2 separate regions of the Mus musculus genome follow, and region 2 is linked to region 1. The links are chromatin contacts, called in public HiChIP or PLAC-seq maps. All regions are on one chromosome and are shown on one strand. Each heading gives the region's core, a stretch centred on a gene start, on an enhancer-like site or on the middle of the called end of the contact. The rest is flanking DNA. Distances are from core to core; before and after follow the strand shown.

What was found. HiChIP or PLAC-seq counts read pairs in DNA pulled down with a chosen protein or histone mark.
Region 2: an H3K4me3 HiChIP or PLAC-seq map of embryonic forebrain shows a contact between it and region 1, with 11 times the contacts expected there. The contact joins the promoter of Fbxl13 here to the enhancer-like site in region 1. A contact is called at or near these places in 3 of 39 promoter capture datasets (cranial neural crest, hippocampal neurons and second pharyngeal arch cranial neural crest) and 4 of 115 datasets of contacts at active chromatin or transcription factors (astrocytes, cardiomyocytes, embryonic forebrain and 1 more).

What each region holds. Positions count from the first base shown.
Region 1 is chr5:23,414,727-23,421,320 of GRCm38.p6, forward strand. All of the region lies in intron 1 of 5031425E22Rik (RIKEN cDNA 5031425E22 gene), which reads right to left. Among named protein-coding and RNA genes, the nearest start is that of 5031425E22Rik, 15 kb to the right of the region's middle. Within about 2 kb of position 3,850, at least 443 of the 459 cell types and tissues checked have an H3K27ac peak or open chromatin away from gene starts, as enhancers often do. A contact at or near this core is called in astrocytes, cardiomyocytes, embryonic forebrain and 2 more, where this site is marked.
Region 2 is chr5:21,642,278-21,648,792 of GRCm38.p6, forward strand. Fbxl13 (F-box and leucine-rich repeat protein 13) reads right to left here and starts at 3,328. Exons shown (of 21, transcript NM_001199632.1): 1 at 3,185-3,328. The coding sequence starts at 3,259. It overlaps Armc10 (armadillo repeat containing 10), which reads left to right and starts at 3,729. Exons shown (of 6, transcript NM_026034.5): 1 at 3,729-3,958; 2 at 6,343-6,491. The coding sequence starts at 3,826.

The sequences.
Region 1 (6,594 bases), core at 2,600-5,099:
GTGGAAAATGGGATCGTACTTTGCATCTTACTGATCAGAGCTGTGAAGGTTAAGTCATGAATATAAAAATGCTTAGTACAATGTCCTGACATTAACTAGGGCTCAATTAAAGGTTAACCAGTTCACAAGAAAACAAATTTGGCCTATCACTAAGGAAACAGAAGGGAATTTGAGACAACAGTCACATGTCTAACACATGGCACACAGGAATAATGGGCCTAGGGACACTTGGTCAAAGACTCTGGTCATTCACAGGTCATAATCACCCAGTGCTTTCCTGAAGTACATGGGTTCCTGGGGAGTGGGGCTGAGGAGGTAAAGTCTAAGTACCAAAGTCCTTGACTACCAATGCAAGATAAGGCTACAAACAAGAAATCTTTGGGGCTATTTCATGTACCTGGCTCGATTTAAGTACTATCTACCACTCTTTGTCTTGTTTTCTAAAGTCTACCATACAGTCAACTCTAACATGGAAAGGTCAAATTTAGATGCTGAGCACATGCAGTTTATCTAAGTGCTGTGACAGATGCAAAGAAAACCAACATGCTCCCAGGCTGCAGAAATGGTATGACTATCTCATTAAGCAGCAGCTTGTGGCATGGCTCTGCAGCTAAAGGCACTCTGTCTGCAAGCCTGGTGACCCGAGTTTGATCCCCAGAATTCACAGTAGGTTGGAGAGCAGATTCCAAACTTGTCCTCTGCCCCTTTCCAACTTAATAACGATGGTCCTAGAGAAATTAGAGTTATATCTAGGAATTATTCTTTCCCATTGAACATTGCTCTCATTCTCTCAACTAGCAGAATTAGAACACCTGCTTCTTTACCTTTATTAATATTGGCTATATCAGGCCTCAAGTATCTTATTACACTCAAGACCTTAGATTTGCAATATATAGAACTAGGCTCCTCCTACATTACTAGGCTCCTCCTACATTACTAGGCTCCTACTGTGTCAGGTGCCCACATTACAGCTCCTTTAGCTTTAGATGATCCCAAGCTGGCACTTCTATCTATCATCACTTTACACTAGGAACCTGAAACCTAGAAATACTGAGGAGCTACAGCGCAAAGGCCACAGCCTAGGTCATCTCTTGGCCAAGTGCAAACTATTGTAGCAGGAAAGGGTCTCTTTGGATGCAATGGAAAGCAAAACGAATTACACTGCGGTGGTAAACAATTTAATCTCTTTTAGCTAAAGATAAACTATGCTTTTATAAAGTAACCCACTAGAGGGCGCTAAATACACAAACTGCGACCAGGGCTTTGCAAATGTCAAGTCTCACACTGGTACAAGATATATAATCAGCTATGGCTTCAAGCCAAAAAGGCTCTCCTCAGAAGAAGCATGATGCATTTTATGATAAGGTGTTGTGTACCCTTGTCCCTCCAACTAAGGAAGAGAAGAACAACAAAAGACCTCAAGCCCCCCAAAGCTTGAAGCTGTATGTCGAGCAATTAATAATCTGTTTCTACTTGATACTGACTGCTGTACAAGGTGCCTTTCACTTAGGCGTTTTCTTTGCTGCATAGTGACAGAGAAAGTGCAAGTAACTTAGGTGGGAACAACTAGATTATCCAGTTAAGTTCACACCACAGTCTCTGTATTCAGGGTGTGGCACTGGGAATGAATGCACACAGTTTCAGCTCACACCTCGGTCTCAGTATTCAGGGTGTGGCTTGGGGGAATGAATGTGCGCAGTTTCAGCTCACACCACGGGTCTCGGTATTCAGGGGGTGGTGCTGGGGAACGCACATACTTTACTACTGAGCCCTAAGGTCAAATCCTAGGAACTAAATAGAGACACCATTTCTTTTAAATTTTATTTTAGACAAGTAAAATTCGTACATATTTTTAAAAACAGAAACAAACATTCATATTTAATTGAAATCTAGAGAAAATATCTTCTACCCAGAATGCCTGATTTCTGAATATTTTTATTTTTTGATTTATTGACGTGCCACCTTTTCTTTCCTCAACAGAATACTCATTTTATGCAAGCAACCAGATTTACAAAATATATTTTATTATTCTCCACTGTCACACATTTTCACTGAACATTTAAGGTCACAAATAGACAGGCAAGGTGATCCAGCACCCTGACAGCTGCAGGGCACTAACACCTTAGTAAGTGCACACAAATACATACTGAGGTTTTTTTTTTTTAAAGCAAAATTAGGATTATCTTGTAAATATCACTTCAAGGCCTACGATAGCCATCTTTCCACATCAGCATTTTTAAATGATTGTCCGTGCAGCGTTGCCAGGCGAGTAGTACTGAGCCACAACTCTCCTCGCCTGTTTCATTTTGGTTTGTATTTTTACTGTTAACATAGCTTACATAAATAGTACATCTTAAGTCTGTACTAGATTGACCTTTCTATTATTTGCAAGTATACTCTACTGTGTGGCTTCCTCCCCATCAACAAGGCTTTAAACAAGAGGGCTCTTCTAATCCCAATCAGACTGTATTTACACTTTACAGTTCATATGCAGTTTCCCATTAAATGTTCTAATGTACAAAGAACTTCTGGTTCAACTGGTGTGGGGATCTGACATTTTTACCTCTCTGTGTGAATTGTGGATGCTGGCTGTGTCATTCAGTCGTGGGTTTGGTGTCCTGCAGAGATTTGTAGACAGCAAGTGTAAAGAAATCAAACCCCCAGCCTGAAACAGGGATGGTCCAACTGTTCCCTGTATATTCCAACCTGGTGGGTCCGCGGTAAAGCACAAGTTTGGGGTTATTTTTTGTGTAATAATCTTTTACTGTTTAAATCTTCATCGCTGCCTCCTAAGTTATCCCAAACACATTATTACATCGTTAGTGCACCTAAAACAGCAAAACAACAACAAACCCCAAGCGACTTCACTCCTGCTTTTGTCCCCTAATCTATACCCAGTTCTAAACCACCTAGCCAAACAGTGAAGCCGCGCCCTAAAAATAAACGGGCACATGTGTGAAAACTTCTAACACCTAGAAACCTACAATGTACTTAAACTCAGCCTGATTTTTCCCTGTAAACTAAAATCATGGTAGGACTACCCAACTTGGCCTTGTCCATCACCCTACAGCATATTTATTCAGTATGGACCTGCAAAAAAGGAAGCCACACAAAAAAGAAGCATCCCTTAGAAACCAGAAGCCAGTAAAGTCTGCTTTGGAGGGATCAGTTATACTGAAGAGCTGTCAAAATACACACTCATGTGCTACAGCATGCTTCTCCATACCTTCATGTTTTAGGTGGTGATACCCAGCAAAGTTAATCATCCCCCCGCCCCCGCAACTCCCCCACCCACCATTCCCTTCTTTCTCTGTTAGTTACTACTGCATATCTGGTATACATTATCTCATTTAATCCATCAATCTAATTTAAGTGAGAAAAGGCTGGACTAAAGAGATTATATTTCAACAAGGACACTGCTCTACTTCCCCAAACTGAGCATCATGAAACTAACCAGGCATGATGTAATTCTGTAACCCAAGTCCTCAAAAAGATCGGGCCAAATGCAAGACCGCTTCAAAAACAAAAGCAAAAAAATTGTTATTTCCACTGGGCGCAGACTAACCACCATCAGCATTTCCGGAAGATGGCGGCTGCACTGGGCTCAAAATGTGAGCTGGAAGCTCAGACGACCGAGTTAAGCAGGAAGCTGCACTACGGTGCTTTACAGCGAGGATTAAAGAAGGGATAAGCTCGGCCGCTGTATGTAGCCTCGTCGCTCTGCTCCGTGAAGGTCCCAGGAAAACGCCGCCCGGCTCGAGCGCCGCGCACCCGGCCAGCCTGCAGGCGCAGCTCCCGCAGCTGCTCTCCCGAGCGGAAGGGCAGCCGCCGTGACGCAGACAGCGCCGGGGAAACGCCCTGCTCTGTGGTACAAGCACTCGCTCTGTCACTGTGGGACTCAAGGCTTGAGGTCTAGAGCACAAGCCCACGCTATGCTTCGCCAAGAGGTGTTTTTCCTCTGGTGTAAAATTTGGCAGCCACAACGGGGTAGCTTGGTTTTATCCATGGTTAGGACACGCCGGCTATAGGTATTATACGGTAAAAGCCCGATTACTACAAAAGGTCAAAACTAAGCTACTGAACCACTCGTCAATCAAACCGGGCTTAAGAGAATGGATCCTCAGTACTTCTCACTAAAGAAAAATCCTTTCCTACAGCTTTTCACTCAGGCCACTTTTACTGGACTAATTTCTAATGTCAGTTAGGGAAAGGATCACTCCAGTTGAAAGCTACAAGAACATTAAACGCTAGAATAGCTAGCTGCGCGTTACAGGCATGGTGATGTATGCCTGTAACCTGAGCTAGAAACAGGAAAAAAAAAAAGGCGTTGATCTTTTGACTACCAAGTGATTTCGAGGCCAGCCTGAATTACACGAACCACGCCTCGCCTTTAAAAAATAAAATTATTTAGTCCCATTAGGGCACCATTATGTCTAAGCTTCATTATTTGTCAGCCTTCTCTTAGAATCTGAACACCTTGCACAGGATTTCTAAGCAGGAGTGTCCATGGAGAATTTAACAGGATCTGTGCACTATGCTACTCTACGCACATTAACAGCATTCCGAGAAGGGATCCGCCTTTCAGAAGCATTAATTAGGATGGATTTCTGGTTCCGAATTCCTGCAGTGTATTGTGCCAAGCCTGTAACTCTAGAGGCAGTGTTGAGTTGGTGGTCAGTCAGTCTGAGTCACCTGAGACCTCGTTTAAACTCTTGCCCACCCTCGTCCTCGAAAAGCAACCCACATTAAGGTCATGTGGACCATGGAGTCAATCTTATAAAAAACCTTCTCAACCTATGTAAAAGCTAAGTCTCCAACTCCTCATACTTCCTGAGAGCCGGGGCTGCAGTGATTTCCCACTATGCCTAGATTTTCTATTAGGACTATTTTTCAATTGTGGCTGGGTTCACAGACTTCTACCCTAACTTTTGCTGGGGATTGAGCCCAGTGCTTTCCCAGAGCTACGCCTCACTCAGCCCCTAACCCCTCCCCTTCCCTCAGTACTAAGAATCAAACGTGCTGGAACTGACGAAGACTACATTTCAACTCAAGGCAGGTGATCTCCTATGTTTGAGGCCAGTCTAGTCTATAAAGCAAGTTCCAGGCCAGCCACTGAGAACTTGTCCTCTAAACAAGACAAACCCATGACCTGAAGCATACTAAACAAGTGCTCTACCATCAAGCTATGACCAAAGCCCTATATAATCTAAAAGCCCCAGTAACTGACCACTTATGGAGCACATCTGCTAATATTGAGCTGACTAGATAGGCACTTTCTCTAAATCTGTTAAATCATTTGTTGCAGCGAATCCCCTCTCGATAGAATCTTCAGAAGTGTACAAGTCTCCGTACAGTGAGTTTAAAGTGTGCAGTTTTTCCGTTCTCAGGAAGGGGACTATTAAATCTCAGCTGTGATGTGGCTGTGTGTAGCTGCTCATCCCAGCACTGTCAATACACAGCTCTCTAAAGCCAGTGACTGTTCAAAGCTGCTCCTCTTTATCAGTTTGTATCATGCACTGGGCTATTGTAATTGGGGTCTTTTCATAGGGAAATCTGTATTGCAAGTGCTTAGAGATGCAGCTTAAAATTCAAATTTTACTTTGGATAATACTGACTTGATGCTTAGGTTGAGGTAATTTGCTAAAATCGGGGTGGGGGGGGTGAGGAAAAAGGCAGGCATTTCAGGATAAAGGACTGGAATAAAAGTGTGTGACTATGTACTGTCATGTCAGTAAAACTAGCTGGCTACATCTAGTAGTATAATCTCCAAACATAACAGCAATACTTTCATATATGGCAGTGTCACTCTGTGACATCTACTAGGCCTGAAACCACATGGTGGAACAGATCATATTTGCTGCTTCTGAGTACTTATAAAATTACACTTGCTAAATTTGTACACTGCCTTCCATTGCTAAAATGTTCTCCCTAAGACAGGCTCTTTAATCACCCTTTCCTCCCTCCTCTCTCACGCAGCCATCTTTGGAGACAACTGTACAGAGGCAACACAGACTGTGTAGGGGGGTGTACTTATTTCCCAGGCCTTTGAAAAAGCAAGCACTTTTAACTACTAAGCTATTCTCCACTCCTATTTTTACAACTTAAACAAAGCATCAGCCCCTTTTATGAAACAATCAGTAAAAACAAAACAACCCAACACACTGCTCTTTCTATAATCAGGCAGAAAACCTTTGCCAGCTCCACCCCTAACTTTTCTTACTGTTAGTCCTGACTGACCTGGAATTCACTATATAGACCACTTGGGCCTTCAATTTGGATCCACCCGTCTCTGCCTCCGGAGTGCTGGGATTAATACAGCCCATCTGGCTGACATAATAATCTTTGTTTTTAAAACTTCCATCATTGTCAAAGGACGATGCTTGTGGGATATGCATTTATGATTAATTTTTAAGTCTAACATAGCTTTTGATACTTTATAAAACGCTTATGTCACAGGGTCCATAATGTTATAGGAAATCTTTACTGTGCCTAACTTTATTAGTAACCTGTCAAGTAATGAAATATTCATGGTGATTAGTGATGGTAGTGCATTAAACTCTAACTTTGTAGTCTTATTTTAACTTGCATTTTTTC
Region 2 (6,515 bases), core at 2,078-4,577, 1.8 Mb before region 1:
ACTGTGTGTGCATGTGTGGAAGTCAGAGAACAACTTTCAGGAGAGTGACTTACTAAGGAGCCAGTCTTGATCACCGGCCTCTACGTGGGTGGACGCATCCTACATAGAGTAAGACACTGGAGAGTGGTCAAAATTCCATGGGAGGAAGACTCTTCCTCAGCGAACTGACAAAGCTCAGCTCTCATTCCCAGCTCTGGGTCTAAAATGAAGACTGGGTCCAGGCAGAGGATAGTCTGCCACTAGTAGAAAGAAAACCAGCCAGCTTTTGTGATCACTTGCTCAGTAACAAATATGTTTGGGTCTAGGGTGTTCATGAAGGAAGCTGGGAGCCAGCTGGCACAACTCTAAGAGAGATTCACAGGAAAAGGGGAGGACTCCTGCAGCACAGCAGAGCAGCAGCCAGCTTCATCCGCCTGGATCGAGCTCAGCTCTTCCCTCTAGAGTGAGGAAAGGGAGGACTTTCTCTGCTGAAGAATGCATTGTGGAGAATGTCTACTGTTCTCTTTTACTTGATAGCCAACAAAAAAAAATCACTCAGTGTGTAGAGGTAATTACTGGAAGAAAAGAAACAACAGACAACAGACCCAAAAATTATCCAGATGTTGAAGGAACCTGTGTTTCTTCTTGTTTTTGTTTTATTCAGGCTTACCAAGTGTCTTGAACTCAACATGTGGCCCAGCCTGGCCTCAAAGCAAGCCTCTTGTCCTAGCTCCCCAAGAACTGGGATTATAGACATGTGTGACCAGCTTTCCAGAGAGTGATTTTTACAAAACAATCATTAACATGTTTGAAAACAGGAGATTATAGCAAAATAGATGAAAAAGTATCTTTATAATTTTAATAAGTGGAATGCATTAAAAGGAATCAATGGGCATTCCAAGACTGAAAAATACATTATCTACAATTAAGATTTCACTTATTGTATTCAACAGATGGGATGAGATGTAACAAAAAGCAGAATTAGTAAAGTTAGCAATCCACTAAATAAGTCAATGAAAAATATCCAAAATATCATCCAGAAGACAAAAAAGAGGTAGCTGGACAAAAGCTAAAACAGAGGACAAGGGTAGAATTTTATTATATTCATGATTGGATTCCTATAATAGAAAAGAATTGGGTAAAAATAACAATAGATTTAAGTAATTGGTTCCAAAACCAATGAAAATTAAATATCAATCAGCAGATTCAATAAGCTTAGTAGATCAGGCAAGTGTTGTGGTTTTGGTTTGGTTTGGTTTGGTGTTGAGGTTTTATTTTGCTTATTTTTTGGTTGTGTTTTTTATTTTTGAGTCTTACCATCCCTATGCCTGGGCTCAAGCAAGCTTCAGCCTCAGTCTCCCTGGCAAGTAAGAGTTTACAAACCATTACAAACCACTGGCATGGGTAGGCTTTGGTTTGGGTTTTTCCTTTATCAGAGTGTACACAGGTTTGTAGGGAAACAGTGTTGTGGATGGACAACTAGGTTTACTTAGAACACACAGGCAATGTTCAGAAGAGGTCAAACATGCATAGATAACTGCAACAAGTACAAAGTACAGAGAGACCTGGCAGAATAGAAGTCACCTTAATGGTCTGAGGGAAAGTGAATGAGTGTGCCCAAAACCTGTCTTGCCCCTGCTGTTAATGTGTGAGCAGAGGTGACTGAAGGGATCATCTGGATAAAATCACGGGGAAAAGCCATCCTAAAAGGAAGTGTTGTGCCCAATTGCCCTGGAGGTTGAATGGCACTCTTCTCTCTCCCTTAGAACTCCCTCATTCGCCCCATTTCAGAACTCCCGCTGTATCACCACATAACATACACCGCGTAACATAACATACAGATAAATGGGAGTCACCAGTGATTTCTCAGCTCCCTGCCCCCAGGAGTACAAAACCTGGTTTTCAATACCATACTGTCCTCCCGAGGCAGGGCAGAATGAGGGGACTGGAGGGGACTGGAGGGGACTGGAGGCGGAGGTAGAGGAGGAAACCCTGCTCCTTCAGAACTGATCTACTTTCACTGCTCAGAAAGGACTTTAAGTCTGCGGGTAAGAACCTAATGGACTTCAACTGTGCTCACTTGAGGCTGGGTGCTGTATCTCCAGACACTTCAACCAAGGATGTCGAGGCCAGTAATTAGGCTCTGCTTACATAAGGTCAAAATGACACATTATCTTGAATTCCTGGCCTCCCCACTCCCAGAACTAAATGAAGCTGTTCATAAATGCACTATATGTTAGTTACTGAGAGAAAAAGAAACTTCGGTTTTTAATCTAACTTTGTTACAGACTATACTCTTTGGGTGATGTTAATAAAAGGGGAATGTTTATCCTTCTGGGACTCTGGGGTGGTACCCAAGGAGGGTTTTCCCTTCTCCTCTGATAGGGGGAAGGGGGTAGTGGGGGAGGGGCTTGTAAGGGACTGGGAGGGGAGGAGAGGGGTGGGCTGCAATCGGGAAGTAAGTGAATAAAGAAATTAAGAAAGAAAAAGAAAAGGGGTAGTAGTTTCTTGGCAACATTTAGAAATGTAACCTTGAAAGTCACAAGAAAAAATACTGATGTCAGCATTGTGAAGACAACACTTAAGGTCGACTCTCCCTTCAGAAGCCCGCAATTGTCTGACCAGGTGTGTTCTACTCTCTCTACTGGAGCACCTTTGTTCCTGCGTTTAATGAAGCCAGCTTTGCTTCATACAAGTTGGCCCCGAAATTCATTTCTTTGTTGAAACCAAGACCTCAGGTTTTGCTTGGTGGCGATCTCTAAAAAGGTGTGTTGTGAAGCTGTGTGTAGAGGCAGGTGACTCTTCTTCCCTCCTGCTAACAACGAGGCGGGGCGAAGCCTACACCCAGAACCCCTCAAGTCTTTTGTCTTCAAGTGGCTCACCACTCACTTCTTGCTCAAGACGCTCTTCCATAATAGAATTTAGTAGTTGACACTTGGAGATTCCAACCCAGGCCCTGTGCTCTTTGCGCCCCCTGCAGATTGTCACTTTCCCCCGTCCCCTTCCTTTGTCATCCCCACCTGGGCTTGGTTTTAGCCACCGGCACCCTTCGGTCTTCTCTAACCTACCCTTCTCTCTCTAGTTACCCTAAATTGACTTCAAGCTTCCCCATCCTGCTCCTTCTTAGCTCCAGTTCCGGGAATCTCCTTGCCTCTCCCAGTTTTTCCCCGCGCCCACTGTGTGAGAGGCTATGTGGCTGCAGTACCTCACAGATTTGAGGAATGTACTTGTCCCTGAAGTAGCTCCTTAGCCTGGGGGTGGCACTGCGTAGTGAAGCCATGGTCAGAAGCAGGACTCAGAATGCGTTTCATAGGTTACTGCTGTTCACGTTGAGGAGGAGAGACGCGCCGGAGCGTTGCCTAGCAACCACAAAGGAGGTGCCAAATAGTCCAAGCCTTTCGCGAGATGAAGAAAGAACCTAGCAGGGAGGGGGCGGGGCAACTGGGGCGGGGCGGGGCGATTGCAGAGGGGCGGGGCAGAGAGGGGCGGGGCGAGTGCAGAGAGGCGGGGCAGAGCGGGGAGGGGCGGGGCAGGACAGTACAGGCCGGGGCCGGGTAAAATGAGAGGGCTGGACGGGAGAGTGAGTGTTGGGGCGGAGCTAGGGTCTGTGTTCAACGCGCCGCAGTCCCGGTCTTGGTCCAGGAAAAAGCTGCTTGCACTAGGGGCATCCCGCCTGCCTGGTGAAAGGAACCGCAGCACACAGGGTGGGAGGGCTTCCGATTTTAGCAGGGCGGCTTCCGGAAGGCGGAGCTCCAACCCCATTTCCTTTCTCTGGGCTGGTTCTGGCCCAGCTGCACCTGCGTGTGGCCCTGGCTCCTCGGCTCCCTGCAGCTCCGAGGCAGCAGCATGGGTGGCGCGCGGGACGTGGGCTGGGTGGCAGCAGGGCTGGTCCTGGGCGCCGGCGCCTGCTACTGTATCTACCGGCTGACTCGGGGACCGCGGCGAGGCGGTCGCCGACTGCGCCCTTCGCGATCCGCAGGTGAGGCGATGGGCTGCCCGGCAGGTGGACTGGTTCGGGGCTCCGGACCCACCTCAGGCCAGGCTGGGTTGGAGGTGCCCTAGACACCCGCGACTGCATGGGGAGAAAGGCTGGAGGTAGACAGACGACTCTGGAAGCCCAGGTTGCCTTGGGTGGGTCCTGAGCCGCTTCCCTGCTCCCACTTCTTTGTTTAAAATAAGAGCTGAAAACATTGCCCGAAGTGTCCTGTTACTTCCCTTCGGCTTCACAGCCAAGAGCTGAGGTTTCTCCGAGCCAAGTAGATTGCCTCTCATTTTAAAGTTTTACCTGAGCTTTTGTGTTGTTATCAAAGAGATGCCCCTTACTGTGAGAAGGTTCTCAGGGGCCTCAAGCCTGGGTTGAAACTTTGCTCGTGCTATGTGAAGAATGGATCCCTGAGATGCAATTCTGCCAGCACTTTGTGGCACCTGTCCTGGGAAGTACCTTTAAGTCATCCGTAGCGTCCCTGCAACCGGGGTGTGTGTGTTGGGAATAAGAACCACAACCAACAGGAGACACACCCTTCTAAAAGGATGGCTTAAGTCGTGAAAACTGTTGGAAAAACTATTTGAAATAAAACCTGCCAACCAATACCTGCTTGCCTCAAAGGTAGAGAAATATATTTGTTTTTAAACTGAGGTTGGTGGGAGCTAATTGCCCTTCCCTAGAACAAAAATAAGGCACCTTTAAAGGCAGGTAGAAAACACATCTTTGGGTTGTACAACTAGCATTTACTTTTCAAAATTTGCACTTACTAGAAGGGACCAGGAACAACCATGGATTTATATTCCAGCCTTCCATTTCCTCCAGGAAATGCTGTAAGAAAGGGGAGTGCACAGAACCTTCCCCTTTGGTCACAGAGGAAAGCAGTTTTTGAAAATGAGCATTTGCCCTTACAAAGCCTGATTTGTAGGGTGCTTGTTTGTGTGTGGGTTTTTTGTGGTTTTGTTTGTTTTTTCTCTCTGTCAAATATTTCTATACAAGAATACTTTGGTGGGTTTTTGTTGTTGTTGTTGTTGGTGGTGGTGGTGGTCTTTTGTTTTGCTTTTTTAAGGCAGAAGATCTGATGTGTCCCTGGCCTGGAACTCACTGCATAGCAGAAAATTTGAACTTCTGATTCTCCTGTCTCCATCTCCGGGGTTGCTGGGTCTGACAGCATCCACCACTACACTTTGGTACTGAAAAGAAAACCAGGGTCAGACAGCTTTAAAAATCGATTGCCCACAGCCCCTTCCCAACGTTCTACCCTTGCATTTGAGAGAAATCTATTTCTTCTTCTCCTTAAACTGTTGAGAAGTGTGTAATTCCTCCTGTGAAGTTTGTTGGTCCAGGAGAGGAAGGTGTTGCCTAGCTCTAATCCCAGCCCGAGTCCACTGAGGTAGGATGATCACGAAATAGTGCCAGTCTAGGCTAACCTGCCTCCAAAAACAAGTGTATTCCCCAAACAAAGACTCTCTGAGGCCATTGAAAAAGATGGAAACAGTATCAAATAACTCAACTTGATGTAAGACCCTGACTTATATAATATAAACTCATTCAATCATTACTAATGAAAATCTATCAGGGAAATAAGATACAGAGCCCAGATGGACACATATGGAGAATTGATAGAATTATATGTTGTTTATTGTATTAATATATTTTTTAAAACTACATGCTATTGTATAAAAGTTATTAAAATAGTATTTCTGACAACTTGTAACAGTAAGAATAGAAGGAATGGGGCTGGAGAGATGACTCAGAGGTTAAGAGCACTGACTGCTCTTCCAGAGGTCCTGAGTTCAAATCCCAGCCACCACATGGTGGCTCATAACCATCTGTAATGGGATCCGTTGCCCTCTTGTGGTGTGTCTGAAGGCAGTGTACTCGTGTGTGTGTGTGTGTGTGTGTGTGTGTGTGTGTCCCCACTGGGAGGGGGACATCTAAAGTGCTTAAAACAATGAACAATGCCAGGCAGCCATCTACAGAGCCTCTGACATTTGACTTAATATTTCTTTTCTTTATTCTTTCAGACTCTGGCCAAAAGAAAAGTGTAAGCAGGCGTTCCCACACACTGCACCTCCCTGGTCCTCAGTAGCGCCTCCCCTCCCACGGGCCAGCCTCCATGGCTGACACCACTTGCATTTTTAAAGCCATGACCTTCCTTCTTCCTCTTCTCCCATCTCCCTCTTCCTAGCAGATGCCAAGATTTGTAGCTTGCCTGTCCTGTGGTTTTTCTCTTAACACATGAAAATTGTCCATGACCTTTAAAAAGCCAAACAACTGTGCCCAGTATCAGAGTATATGTTTGAACATTTCACACATTAACAATAAAACACATTACTGGTGAGTTTCAATGAATTCTAAATGGCTTCCTTCTTATGCAGAAGACCTAACCGATGGCTCCTATGACGATATCTTAAATGCAGAGCAGCTTAAGAAACTTCTGTATCTGCTGGAGTCAACCGACGATCCTGTCATTACTGAAAAGGCCTTGGTCACCTTGGGAAATAATGCAGCCTTCTCCACTAACCAGGTAAGCCTCCTCTTTCCACACAAG